2 separate regions of the Mus musculus genome follow, and region 2 is linked to region 1. Evidence: chromatin contacts called from public HiChIP or PLAC-seq data. All regions are on one chromosome and are shown on one strand. Each heading gives the region's core, a stretch centred on a gene start, on an enhancer-like site or on the middle of the called end of the contact. The rest is flanking DNA. Distances are from core to core; before and after follow the strand shown.

Region 1 (5,877 bases), core at 1,731-4,230:
GGCCAGCCACAGGTACCTGTCAATGGAGAGCCATATGTCCCTTTTGATGGGTGGGAACCCATCTCATATGTTCCTAAGGAATTCTGGCTTTTATCTGACAGTCAGAGATCCTTCTCTGGTCCAGCCTGAGCTAAGGCATGATGGCAATTTCTGCACATATGTACTCTCTGAGACCCAACAAAGATCAAGTAACACTACTTTTCTTCTTTCTTTTTAAAGATATATTTATTTATTATATGTAAGTACACTGTAGCTGTCTTCAGACACTCCAGAAGAGGGTGTCAGAACTCATTTCAGATGGTTGTGAACCACCATGTGGTTGCTGAGATTTGAACTCAGGACCTTCAGAAGAACAGTCAGTGCTCTTAATCGCTGAGCCATCTCCCCAGCTCAACACTACTTTTCATTTGTAATTTGTAATCATCTTAATGGCATAGAAAGAAAGATGTAAAACATTGAGGTATAAATTGCTTTATCCCTGCTTCACACACTTATGCATAAATGTAAATAAATCTTCAAAAAATGTGAAGCCGTCTTTCCAAATCCCAGGGTTCCAGTAAATGAGTATGAGAAGGACACATACAAACCACAGCATACTGTGTGGAGATTATACTCACTCTTTATATCGCAATGCTTAGGGTCCTGCCTAGGGCACAGAGCCTACCAAATGCAAACTCTTATAACTATTGGCACTTTTCTCCCCCACCCATTGCCCCAACCACTGGAATAGTCACACTCCTTCTTCTTACTCCTTTCACATGCTCCTCACTACTTTTCTTCATTAATTACTTGTGACTATGTGAGAATCTAACATCTTCCGTAACCATGTAAGGTCGATTGCCTGACATGGGATGAGCACTTAAATGTTTAACAGATGAAATTGAGGAAGTGGCCTTGGGGAGGAGAGAGCAGTGATCTTTCTCTCTCTTTTCCCACCTTCCTTTCTCTCACTAATTTCCACCCACTGTAATCTCCTGACACCATGGTCCCTATTACATGGGTATTTTATTGTCTTCGATTAATTAGGCAGGTTGAGCCACACCTTGTCTTAATGCCAGAGGAAACTGGAGCCTGGTCTTCTGAGACAGCCCACAGGCCTTGCCAATGCCTGTTCTAGTCCATCCCGAGTGCACTGTGAACACTTGCCCTGGACTCCTTGAGGCTGGTGGGGATCCAGCAAGCACTCACCTCTTACCCCTCCACATGTCTTCTTCCCCCAGGGACAGGAGCTGACCATCCGCCAGATCTCCCTGCTGGGCTTCCGGGACCTGGTCTTGCTGAAGGTGAAGCTGGGTGACGTGCTGCTGTTGGCACAGTCCAAGTTGCCTTCTTCTGTTATACAAATGCTGCTCATTCTGCAGGTGAGCTCCAAGGGGCCCTGTCCCTTGTGGCAGCAATCAGCCGAAGGATCCAGGATCCTGCTGTGATGGAGGTGGGAAGGAGGTGGAATCACAGAGCCCTGTGGCAGAGCCGTGCATTCTTCTGCTTGTTTGTCCATGTTTCTTGGTTCACCGGTTCCTGTACCTTTGCTGTGCACCTGTCAGGACCCTATTGCTCTACTTAGGGCTAGTCTTGGAGTCAGGAAAGAACTAAACACCTGGAGCCTGATTTCCTGGGAGCTGTGGCTTTCTCCATCCCTCGGGTGAGATTTGGGTACCCACATTCCCTCTGCCCTGAACACCGTTGTTTGGGATAGTCAAGACAGATACTAAATTTCTTCTCCTGCTTGTACCTTCAGCGCCCAGCCCAGAGTCTTGAGCACAAAAGTAACCATTTATTGTGGTGCCGGCTAGTGAAGGGTACACATCCTTGTCAGCCCTTAAACTATGCCAAGGAGCCAAGGATTGAAAACGATGACAAAGTATCTGCTGTCATTGAGTCAAGAGAGAACTAGAACTCCTAGATGGGCTTCATGAAAAAGCAAGACCATGTCAGGTCTCCGAGCTCTGGTCACTTCTTGGTCTCTGTTTGGATCATTCTTCCTGATTTTTCTCTGATGCCTTCTCTTGTGGCCTTGCCCGGATGCTCTTAGACTTGGTCTTTTCTCTGTTTGTGGAATTATTTGGACCAGATTAGATGTGACATGCCATGGTGTTTGTTTCCAGGGAGACACTACCCAGATGGCTCCATCCTGTCTTCTCATCCCAGTCTTAAATCAGCAACAGGAAGATGAGCTAACACTTCTCCGGCTCTGGTTGTTTGCCAGGTGCAGGCACAAGGACTATAAATGTTCTGTTTTTCTTAAACAGTCCAAATAAGCCCTTTTATGAGGTCAGCGTTGTTGTTATTCCCATGCTCCAGATGAGGAAACAAAAACAGGACAGGACTCTTATGCAGTTGAGTGAAATTTCTCAGCTGGTAGGAGGTAGTAAGATTCTCAGATGCAGAACTGTGAGCATCCTGATCCCTTCTGTAGGGAGGGATCTATCTGGTTGGCACATGTTGGGCTTGGATCTCCCGTTTGCCCAATCAACTATGACCTTGAATGTGGTCAGATGGAACCAACATGCCCCAGGGAGCTCTTTCCCATGGATGGGTGTACAGTCTCAGGTTCCTCCATCAGGCTCCTGTTGACTAATGAGATATCACCAGCCCCATCTCCCCCCCCCCCCGCCCCCCACTGCTGTGCTTTTGACTCTCTTGGGGCTATCCTCAGCGTATTCCCCTTTCCTGTAATAAGAAAGGAGGCAGGGTCATCTTAGAGATAAGGGTGGGTATCTTTCTAGAGCTAGCCTTTTTGTAGATAGGAGGATGGGCGTGGCAAAGCGCCCGCAGCTTACATCTGAAATGCTGAATTCAGGGCTTAGCTCCCAAATATGGAGCGTGGAAAAGGAGCCCCTGAGGATTCTAGGACTGAGGTTAGGAGGCTGGACTCCACTTTCTGTTTCTGTTTTGACTTATAACGCCATCCAGTATTACTTACTTCCCCTTCAGCTGTGTCAAAATACCTGACAAACACAACTTAGAAGGGGAACTGCTTACTTAAGCTTACAGTCATCGTTGCGGAGAAGGCACAGTAACGGGAAGGTGAGGCAGCTGGCCACGCTGTATCTTGTATCTGTATCAGCAAGTAGAGAGAGATGAATGCTGGTGTTCAGCTGGCTTCCTCTTTCTATGCAGCCTGAGACCACAGCCCAGGCAATGGCTCTGTGCGTGAGGTGGGTGGGTCTTCCCACCCCTATTAACCTAGATATGCTGCCCAAGGGGTGTTTCCATAGTGACAGTCAAGTTTAACTACCATACATCTCTTTCCATGTATGGTCATGGCTGCCTTTTGAGGACCCTCCCCATCTGAAAGTGGAGCATGCAGACCTGTTTCTGTAACAAAAGCCTTTTGAGGTTCTGGGGTTTGTGTGGAACAACCCAACAATACATGACATCACCCCCCTTAAAGTCTCTGAAGGTGTACCAGAATGTCTATCTACTCTGGCCTGTCCCCTTTCCCCACCACGGTGTGTATATGCAGTTCTTTGCAGCTGATCTTAGGGAATCTGCTCAAGTGTGTCCCTGGGCCTAAAGCCCCTTCATCCCTCCATCAGACATTAGAACCTGACTCTCTAATGCTGACCTGTGCTGTGGCCTTCCTGGTCCCTGCAGGGCTAGGGTCTTGGTGCTCATTTTTTTCTCTGCTCTAAACACTGTTGTCCAGAGCAACTCTTAAACTTCTTCCCTATGCTGTGCCCTCAGCACCCTTGGTCATAAAAGTAGGTGCTCATTGAGCATGGCTCAGAAAGTGATGGAACCAGTTAGGAAGAACCCAAGATCCCTGGCCTGAGTCCCATGATGGCTTCTTCCTTTAGAAGTGAGGAATATAGCCTGAGAAGTTCCATGGCTGTGTTGAGGTTCTGGAAAACTGGGCCATGAAACAGTCCCCACTGTGGATCTTCCTGTTCTTCCCACGTCAGGGTACTGGAAGGTCAGAGAGTTAGTTGGCTAACTAACTCAGGAGTATAAACTGAACTGTGTGAGCTGGGTCAGTCAACCAGTCCTAGTCTTTTTTACTCTCTCCACCTCTCAGCCTTCCTTCCTGTCCCACCCCCTCCCCCCCTCCTTTCCAACACTAAACATTCTGCTACCTGAGCTCAGGGAGGGTGGAGCTGGGACAGAGGGGGTAGAGAATCGCCAAGCCTGTTTCTAGCACCACAGTCAAGCTCATCCCAATATAGTCACTCTCTCCACATCTGTCTCTTCCCTTCCCTTTTTAGTCTCAGACTGCAAACCCTGCTTATATTTTGTCAAATTTGCATATAATCTGTAGCCTCTTTTCAGGTTTCTTGTTTCCTTAAACCATCCAACACCCAGGCATCTGTGCCTCATTTGGTGTAGCAGAAAAGGGCCAAGGAAAAGCCCATTTACTTGGGAACCACATCTCAACCATGGATCCCTAATCTGCAGGAGCTGGCCCCACTTGCTTCACTCCACAGACAACTTGCAGGGCTGTGGTGAGCTTTAGCTTTTTACGGGGAAACCATTCAGGATCTCTTCTGTGAATTTGAGGAGATACTCTTTCTGGGTAAGCACAGAGTCCTCTGAAGTCTCTTTTCCCTCTCAGGCCCTTATTCCTTTCTGGTCTCTGGGTCTTTGCTACCCCTCAACAGGAGGGCATACTTTCAAGCCCCCTGCAGTGAGAAACAGTTCACAAGGAGCCTGCTGGTTTTCTAGAAAGCAGATGTATTACAACTCCCCTCCAGTTTTGGCTGTCATGTCTCCTTTTTTTCCCTGCCTAGGCCTTTGTCCTTTCTGGTCTCTGGGTCTTTGCCACTTGGCTTTTACCCAGGGCTTTTACCTCACATGCAAGTTTGAAGACTCCTACTGTGCTTACTGCAGAGACACACCTAGAACCACTTTCTAGGCCTTCTTTCTCCTGCCCTGGACTTTTCTGTGCATTTTCTCTGTTTCCTAACCTGGCAACAAGTAGTGGTCACATGGGCTCATAGCCAGCCAGCTTGGGTTCCAGTCCAGTGGAGGATTTGTTTGTTTGTTTCTGTCATCTATTGGCTGTGCTATACTAAGCAACTTTCTTAAGTCTCCTGGGTTTTATTGGATCCACTGGAAGAGAGACCTGTCCCTGGTTGTCGGGAGGCCTGTGTGTTTGTTCATACGCAGTGCTTTTGTGAAATGCTTGCATGCTGTAGGTGAGCTCTTCTGGGGGTGGGATAATCATTGGGCTTCACCACCCCTCACCTTTAGAGTGAGAATTGGGACTATGCCACTTACACTGTCCTGGGTGAACCTAGACTTCATTTTTTTGTTTTGTTTTGTTTTTGTTTTTGTTTTGTTTTTTTGTTTTTCAAGACAGGGTTTCTCTGTGTAGCCCTGGCTGTCCTGGAACTCACTCTGTAGACCAGGCTGGCCTCAAACTCAGAGATCCACCTGCCTCTGCCTCTGCCTCTCTGCCTCTCTGCCTCTCTGCCTCTCTGCCTCTCTGCCTCTCTGCCTCTCTGCCTCTCTGCCTCTCTGCCTCTCTGCCTCTCTGCCTCTCTGCCTCTCTGCCTCTCTGCCTCTGCCTCTCTGCCTCTCTGTCTCTCTGCCTCTCTGCCTCTGCCTCTCTGCCTCTGCCTCTCTGCCTCTCTGCCTCTGCCTCTCTGCCTCTCTGCCTCTGCCTCTCTGCCTCTGCCTCTCTGCCTCTCTGCCTCTCTCTCTCTGCCTCTCTGCCTCTCTGCCTCTCTGCCTCTCTGCCTCTGCCTCCCAAGTGCTGAGATTAAAGACATGCACCACCACTGCCCGGCCAGATTTTGTTCTTAAAAGGCCCAGTTTCTGGATTTGCTTCTTAAACATCATATGTATGTATGTATGTATGTATGTATGTATGTATGTATGTACGTATGTATATATGTATGTATGTATGTATTGTTTTTCAAGACAGGGTTCTTTATG
Region 2 (5,877 bases), core at 1,745-4,244, 78 kb before region 1:
TGCAAAGGAGGGAGGGTCTCAGCTCCAAGATCAGCATCTTTGAGCCCACCTCTGTCAAGTGCACTGGGCAGAGGGAGTCGGTTCCCTTACAGTCAGCCTTTTCCCACTTTCCTGATCCTCTTCGCTGACAGCAAAATCTTGCACCAGCTAGACTGAAGGAAACCAACCTCCAGCAAACAGAAACCAAAACTACCCAATTGGCTATAAACTTGCAGAAGGGCCAACAGGATCCCATCCAGCTGGGAATTCTACACTGAACAGTGATTAGCTCGCCTTTGGCTTGTGAACCTCCAGGAATACGGATGTCCCTGCTTTCCTTTTGCAGACTGTGTTCAGCTACTGGCCTCTGAAGGTTATTTAATCTTATTTGTTTTAAATAATTTCTTTATTTTATGTATACATACTGTTCTGTTTTCATGCACACCAGAAGAGGGAATCAGATTCCATTACAGATAGTTGTGAGCCACCATGTGGTTGCTGGGAATTGAACTTGGGACCTCTGGAAGAAAAGCCAGCTCTCTTAGCCACTGAGCCATCTCTCTAGCCCGGTTATTTGATTTCAAATAAGGCACAGTCATGTTCTTGTTGGTAGTGGCTAATTCCACAGATTAGAGAGGCAGAATTCTTGGGTTTTCAGTCTCAAAGAGACTTAACTCTCTGTACCTCTGAGACTCAGTTTGTTCATTATGAAGTGAGAAAAGTCATAGAAACAAGTGGCCTCAACGGTGCATCCTGATGACAGAAGAATTAAGTGAGTGACTATTTGTAATGAGCTTGGAATTCTGCATAACACACATAACAGCAGACGAAGACAGGTCAAATTAATAAGCTATATATGTCTAACCTTCCAAGTATGAGTGCTGCCTGCCTGAGTTCTTTATGTGTGTGTGCATGTGTTTGTGTGTGGCCATGTATGTACATATGTGCACATGCACATGATGCCAGAGTTCAGTGCTGGGTGTCTTCATTCATTGCTCCACTTTATTCCTTTTAATGTATTTGTGTTTGTGGTTATGTATGCATGTATGTATGTGTTCATGTGTGTGTAGAAGTCAGAGTGACATTAGTTGTCTTCTCAGTTATTTCTCCACCTTGCTCTTTTGAGACCTCGCTGAAACTAGAGCTCACCAACGTGGCTAGAACAGACTGGCCAGTGAGCCCCGTGGGTCTGTCTGTCTCTGCTTCCCTAACGCTGGCGTTGCAGTTGGACACCGTAGCACCCTGCTTTTATGTGAGGGCTGGAGATCTGAACTCAAGGCCTCAAGCTTTCACTGCAAGCATCTTACCTACTGAACCATCTCTCCGGCCCGTTGTCTCTGTTCTTTGCTTCTCTAGGTTATCTCTGAAGTTTGGGGTTAAATTGCATCAGCTCAAATCTGCCTCCACCACTGAATTAGAGACTAAAGCAACTATTTTCCATCACACACAGTTTTCTGGCCTGTAAAGATGTAATTGTGTTTGCTTCTGGGGATAGCTGTGAGGAACGAGCTCTGTGAAGTCCTTGAAGTGTGATACGTGTTAAGTGCTCAATACATTTTAGCTCTTGTTACTATCAAGCACAAAGAAAGGGGGTGTCATCTGCACACACAATTTTATTATGCAAGTTACAGTCTGGGCTATCTGAAAGGGGGATTCCTGTAGTCCAAGCTGGCCTCTGGCTCAATGGGAAGCCCAGAATGAACTTGAATTTTGGGCCTCTGGCCTCCACCTCCAGAGTGATGGGATTATAGGCTTATACCACAGTGCTTGGTGCAAACTCAAATCTGACCAGAGTCAATGCACTGAGCAGGTGAAACCAGCGGAGGGCTTCTGCTCATTACCACAAGTCCTGGCAGCTTGCTGAGGTGCCAAAGCACTTAGATGGTCTGTGCCAGAGGCCCGGTGCTTCTTGCTAGAGGTGCGATGTTGGGCAAGCTGAGGTGTGCAAACCATAGTTAACTTCCTTCTTCTTTCTCTTTCTTCCCTCTCCTCCTTACTTTGTAAATCTGATCTCCCTGAGCACTTACCTCTGGCTCTCCTCCACTCAGCAGTTTCACATTGTGTGTGTAACTCAGACAGGCCTTGAGGACTCCACAGTTACTGACCGTGGAGGCACAGAGTAGGGTGGAGTGGGGTGGGGTGGGGTGGGGTGGGATGCTGGGCTGAGGCTGACATCTCATGTACATCCAGATGTCCTTAGACCACATCACAGTAGGACTTGGGCTTTATCAGAAAGAAGCTGGTGGGTTCTCAGGAGGAGGCACCTGAGCAGGACAAGGGGCCAGATTGTTCAAGGTTACTCCTTCTGCTTCTGCACTGGAAAGTGAAGCAGGACTGTTTTTTTTTTTCCCCCGTCTGTAAATTTCTGATACTATCAGCAGACTAGTCATCCAAGAAATTAAACTTCAGAAAGCGGGGGCTACCAAGGAGACTCAATTAAGATCTCTCCTCGATCTTGAAACCATCCCCAGCCCTTCGCAAAGCACATTTGACGGACAGGGTTCTCTTGTCTTGGGCAACACATCCCGGCTACGCTCTGCAGGGTGAAGCTGTTAAGAACGTTCCATGTGCAGAAATTAAGCTGTTGAATTTTCCTTTTCTGAAGACTACCTCTGAGGTCTTAATATACTAATGCATACTGTATGCAGGGTCTCGCTCCTCCCCCTTCTCTCCCCCCTCCCCCTCCCTCCCTTCCTCCCTCTCTCCCTCCCAGCTCTCTTATAATCTAGGCTGAGCTGCAACTGGCCATGTATACAGGATGACCCTCTCCTACCTCCACCTTCCTGGTTGTGGGATTACAGAGGTGCACCACCACACTGGGTTCAGTCAGTGCTGGGGATTGAACCAGTCTTCATACATCCTAGACAAGCACCGCACCGACTGAGTTACATCAGCAGCTGTAGTCAGGATTTCTGAGAATCATTTAAGTATCTTATTCCAGTAATAGTGGCAGAATCTTGCAGTATTGCCCTTTCTCAGAAACAGATGTCTAAGAGGGCTCTCTAGACTTCCTTGGTGACAGGGTGTGAAATACTGTTTCGAGGTGGCCCAAGTGCAGTCCCTAGGAGGAAATGTTGAGTGAGGAGCTGGTCTGGGTTCCTGCTGGGACAGAAGGACGACTCGATCATGTGGAGAATAAACAGAGAACTCTTTGTGCAGCGGCTGTGCACCCTGTCTGGCATGGCTCACTTTGACCGGGCTGGACACGATAGCTCAGGCAGACCCCAGTTGGTTCTTGGGGACAACAGCATGTTTGCTCTGATGGCTTTCATTTTCTGTTCCTCACAATTTCCCTCATTGCCCACAACAGTTGGAATGGATGCGTCGGCTGAGAACACTTCTTTTTCCCAGGCAGTTCTATGACTGCTTCTTCTGAAATTGCAAAGGAAAGATGACAGGAGTTGGGAAAGACTGAGCAACAGTAAATAAAATAATGTAATTCGTGGCTGTTTCTGTTTCTAATAGTCTGCGAGAGCTTGTGAAAGGTCTCAACCATTTTTTTTTTTTTTAAGTTCGAGGTGGTTTTCTGTGCAATGGGAGTAATAACAGCCGTTTTACAGCTTGTCCAGGGGTCAAAGCTATGCTAGCAAAGTCCCTCAATAGGGTTGACATATTGCAGGGTTGACATATTGCGTGTATCTGATTAGTGCCAACTACACTTGCTACATATAGTTTCATAGTTGTATGTATGTGGGGTAAAGGAGAGAGAAGAGGGGAGAGGGAAGAGGGGAGGGAGAAAAGGAGGGGCAGAGAGTATATATTACACACACAAAGAATTGTTTTCTTAAGGAAACAAAAGACCAAAGAAAAATCCATGTATTTCCTATAAATGACATATTTTATCTGAAGAGATAACTTATCAGCCAGATGTGGTAACACATGCCTTTAATCTTAGCTCGCAGGAGGCAGGGGCACGTGGTCTTCAGAGTGAATCCCAGCATAGCCAGGGCTGCACAGAGAAACCCTGTCTCCGGAAAAATAAAGAAATAAAGAAATAAATATAAATAAATAAATAAACAAATAAGGCATAACTTATCAATGAAATTCTGGGCAAAGTCCTGAAAGACTTTACAGGTTCTATGTTCATTAGTGATCTGGTTTCTATGCCAGTCTCTGGAGAACTTAATCCCATAATTGCACTTTGTATCAGATGAACCTGGCATAGGGCAGTGTATGGGACTTTGATCTTGAAGAAAGAGGCCTAAGAAGCTTTTATACTAAAGAAAGTGAACCAGGTTGCCTTCAGGGAGTGTGTGTGTGTGTGTGTGTGTGTGTGTGTGTGTGTGTGTGGTACGCGTGTGCATGAAAGTATATGCATGTGTGTGTAAAGGCCCAAAGTTTACGCTGGATATCCTCTTTAATCTCTATTTTGAGGCCAGGCCTCTTGCTGAACCTGGGGCTCCCTTATTCCTGCTCGTGTAGATGGTCATGCTGCTGTGGGGGTCATTTGTTTTTGCCTCCCGAGCACTGGGACTACAGAGGAGCCGCTGCACACGCTTGGTTCTTATGTGGGTTCAGGGGATCCACGGCAAGTGCCTTATCCACTGAGCCATCTCCCTAGTCTCCTTAGGGGAGTTTTTATCAGGCTTCTGACTCACTTAGAGGAAATCTTCTGGACAAAATTCTACCTCAGGAGCCACAGAACTCCTTTCTCTCTTCTCTCTCTGCTTTCTTCCTCCTTTATGTCCCTCTTCCCTCCAGAACAGGGATGGGCAAACATGAGCGACCTCTTGTTTGGTCCATCTGCTTTTGTCTATAACTGATCATTATTGTATGTCATTATTCATGTTATGGTTACATGAGTTTTGGAAGTGGGGAAGATATGAATGCCTTGACTTACTTTGATGATGACTGTTTTATGAGACAAAGACTTATTATAATGTATCCCTAGCTAGCCTGGGACTCATTATGTAGACCAGAGTGGTCTCATAGTTACAGAGATCTACCTGCCTTTGCCTCCCAAGTACTGGGATGAAAGGAATATGCCACCACACCCAGCATATATATATATATATATAAAATATAATGAATATATATATATATATATATATATATATTCATTCCTGGCTGACTTACTGAAGTCTCCCTAAACTTCATTATTATTCAGAAGCTCAAAAAAAAAGCTAAAATAAACAGATGTTGGACTGGGTCATGAAGGAACTGTGATTATTTACCAAGGGAAATAAGCACAGACAATAAATTCAAAACCTTTTCTTATTTGGGGCCAGGGACGTAGCTCAGATGGCAGATTGCTTGACTAGCAGGTACAAAGCCCTAGGTTTGGTGATCCCAGGCTCGCCTAAAACTGAAAATATCTGTAACGCCAGCACTTAGGAGGTAAAGGCATGAAGATGAGGAGTCAGGGCCATCCTTGGCTACATATTGAGTTGGAGACACTGTGTCTAAATTCTCTTCTCACTTTGAATGCCACATCTAAGATTTACCTTTGCTTTTAAAAAAATACAATGCTATGTGTCAAGCGGCATTGCGAACACTTCACATATGTCCAGTAAGTTTCACTGGGGCATCACTAAAACAGAAAGGAAAGCTATTAGTTACAACTGAGGCCCCAGTGGAGTTAGAATGTTAAAATTCTTGCTGGGAAGATGGGATGTGGTGGTTAGAGGGGGAGAGGGAGTCCACAGGAAGTGACAAGGTCAAGGCTGACCGTGAGAGTAACAGTGGCTGTAGAGGAAAGGGCAAGGTCATTGGGAAACAAGGATCTGATCTGCCATGGCTTCACAAAGATCCTTTCTATGGATATGAAAACTATCAAGAAGTGTGGCACGAGCCATTGCTAGGAGAGTGACCATAAGCTAGAAGTGAAAGACTGGAGGAAAGATGGGGATAACCCTGGAGTCAACAGAGACCACAGAGAGAAAAGGCCATGAACAGAAA

Evidence for each region. HiChIP or PLAC-seq counts read pairs in DNA pulled down with a chosen protein or histone mark.
Region 2: a contact with region 1 is called in an H3K4me3 HiChIP or PLAC-seq map of microglia, with 2.9 times the contacts expected there. The contact joins two enhancer-like sites. A contact is called at or near these places in 1 of 39 promoter capture datasets (pre-B cells), 1 of 15 datasets of contacts at CTCF or cohesin (the NIH/3T3 cell line), 5 of 484 Hi-C or Micro-C datasets (Th2 cells, bone marrow-derived macrophages, embryonic fibroblasts and 2 more), 6 of 115 datasets of contacts at active chromatin or transcription factors (CD8 T cells, bone marrow-derived macrophages, embryonic stem cells and 2 more) and 3 of 9 other capture datasets (adipose tissue, liver and pancreatic islet).

Annotation. Positions count from the first base shown.
Region 1 is chr2:101,730,089-101,735,965 of GRCm38.p6, reverse strand. It overlaps Prr5l (proline rich 5 like), which reads left to right. Exons shown (of 9, transcript NM_175181.5): 7 at 1,221-1,361. Among named protein-coding and RNA genes, the nearest start is that of Traf6, 55 kb to the right of the region's middle. Within about 2 kb of position 2,980, at least 116 of the 459 cell types and tissues checked have an H3K27ac peak or open chromatin away from gene starts, as enhancers often do. A contact at or near this core is called in CD8 T cells and microglia, where this site is marked.
Region 2 is chr2:101,808,113-101,813,989 of GRCm38.p6, reverse strand. It overlaps a transcript of Prr5l not described here. Among named protein-coding and RNA genes, the nearest start is that of Prr5l, 13 kb to the right of the region's middle. Within about 2 kb of position 2,994, at least 19 of the 459 cell types and tissues checked have an H3K27ac peak or open chromatin away from gene starts, as enhancers often do. A contact at or near this core is called in CD8 T cells and microglia, where this site is marked.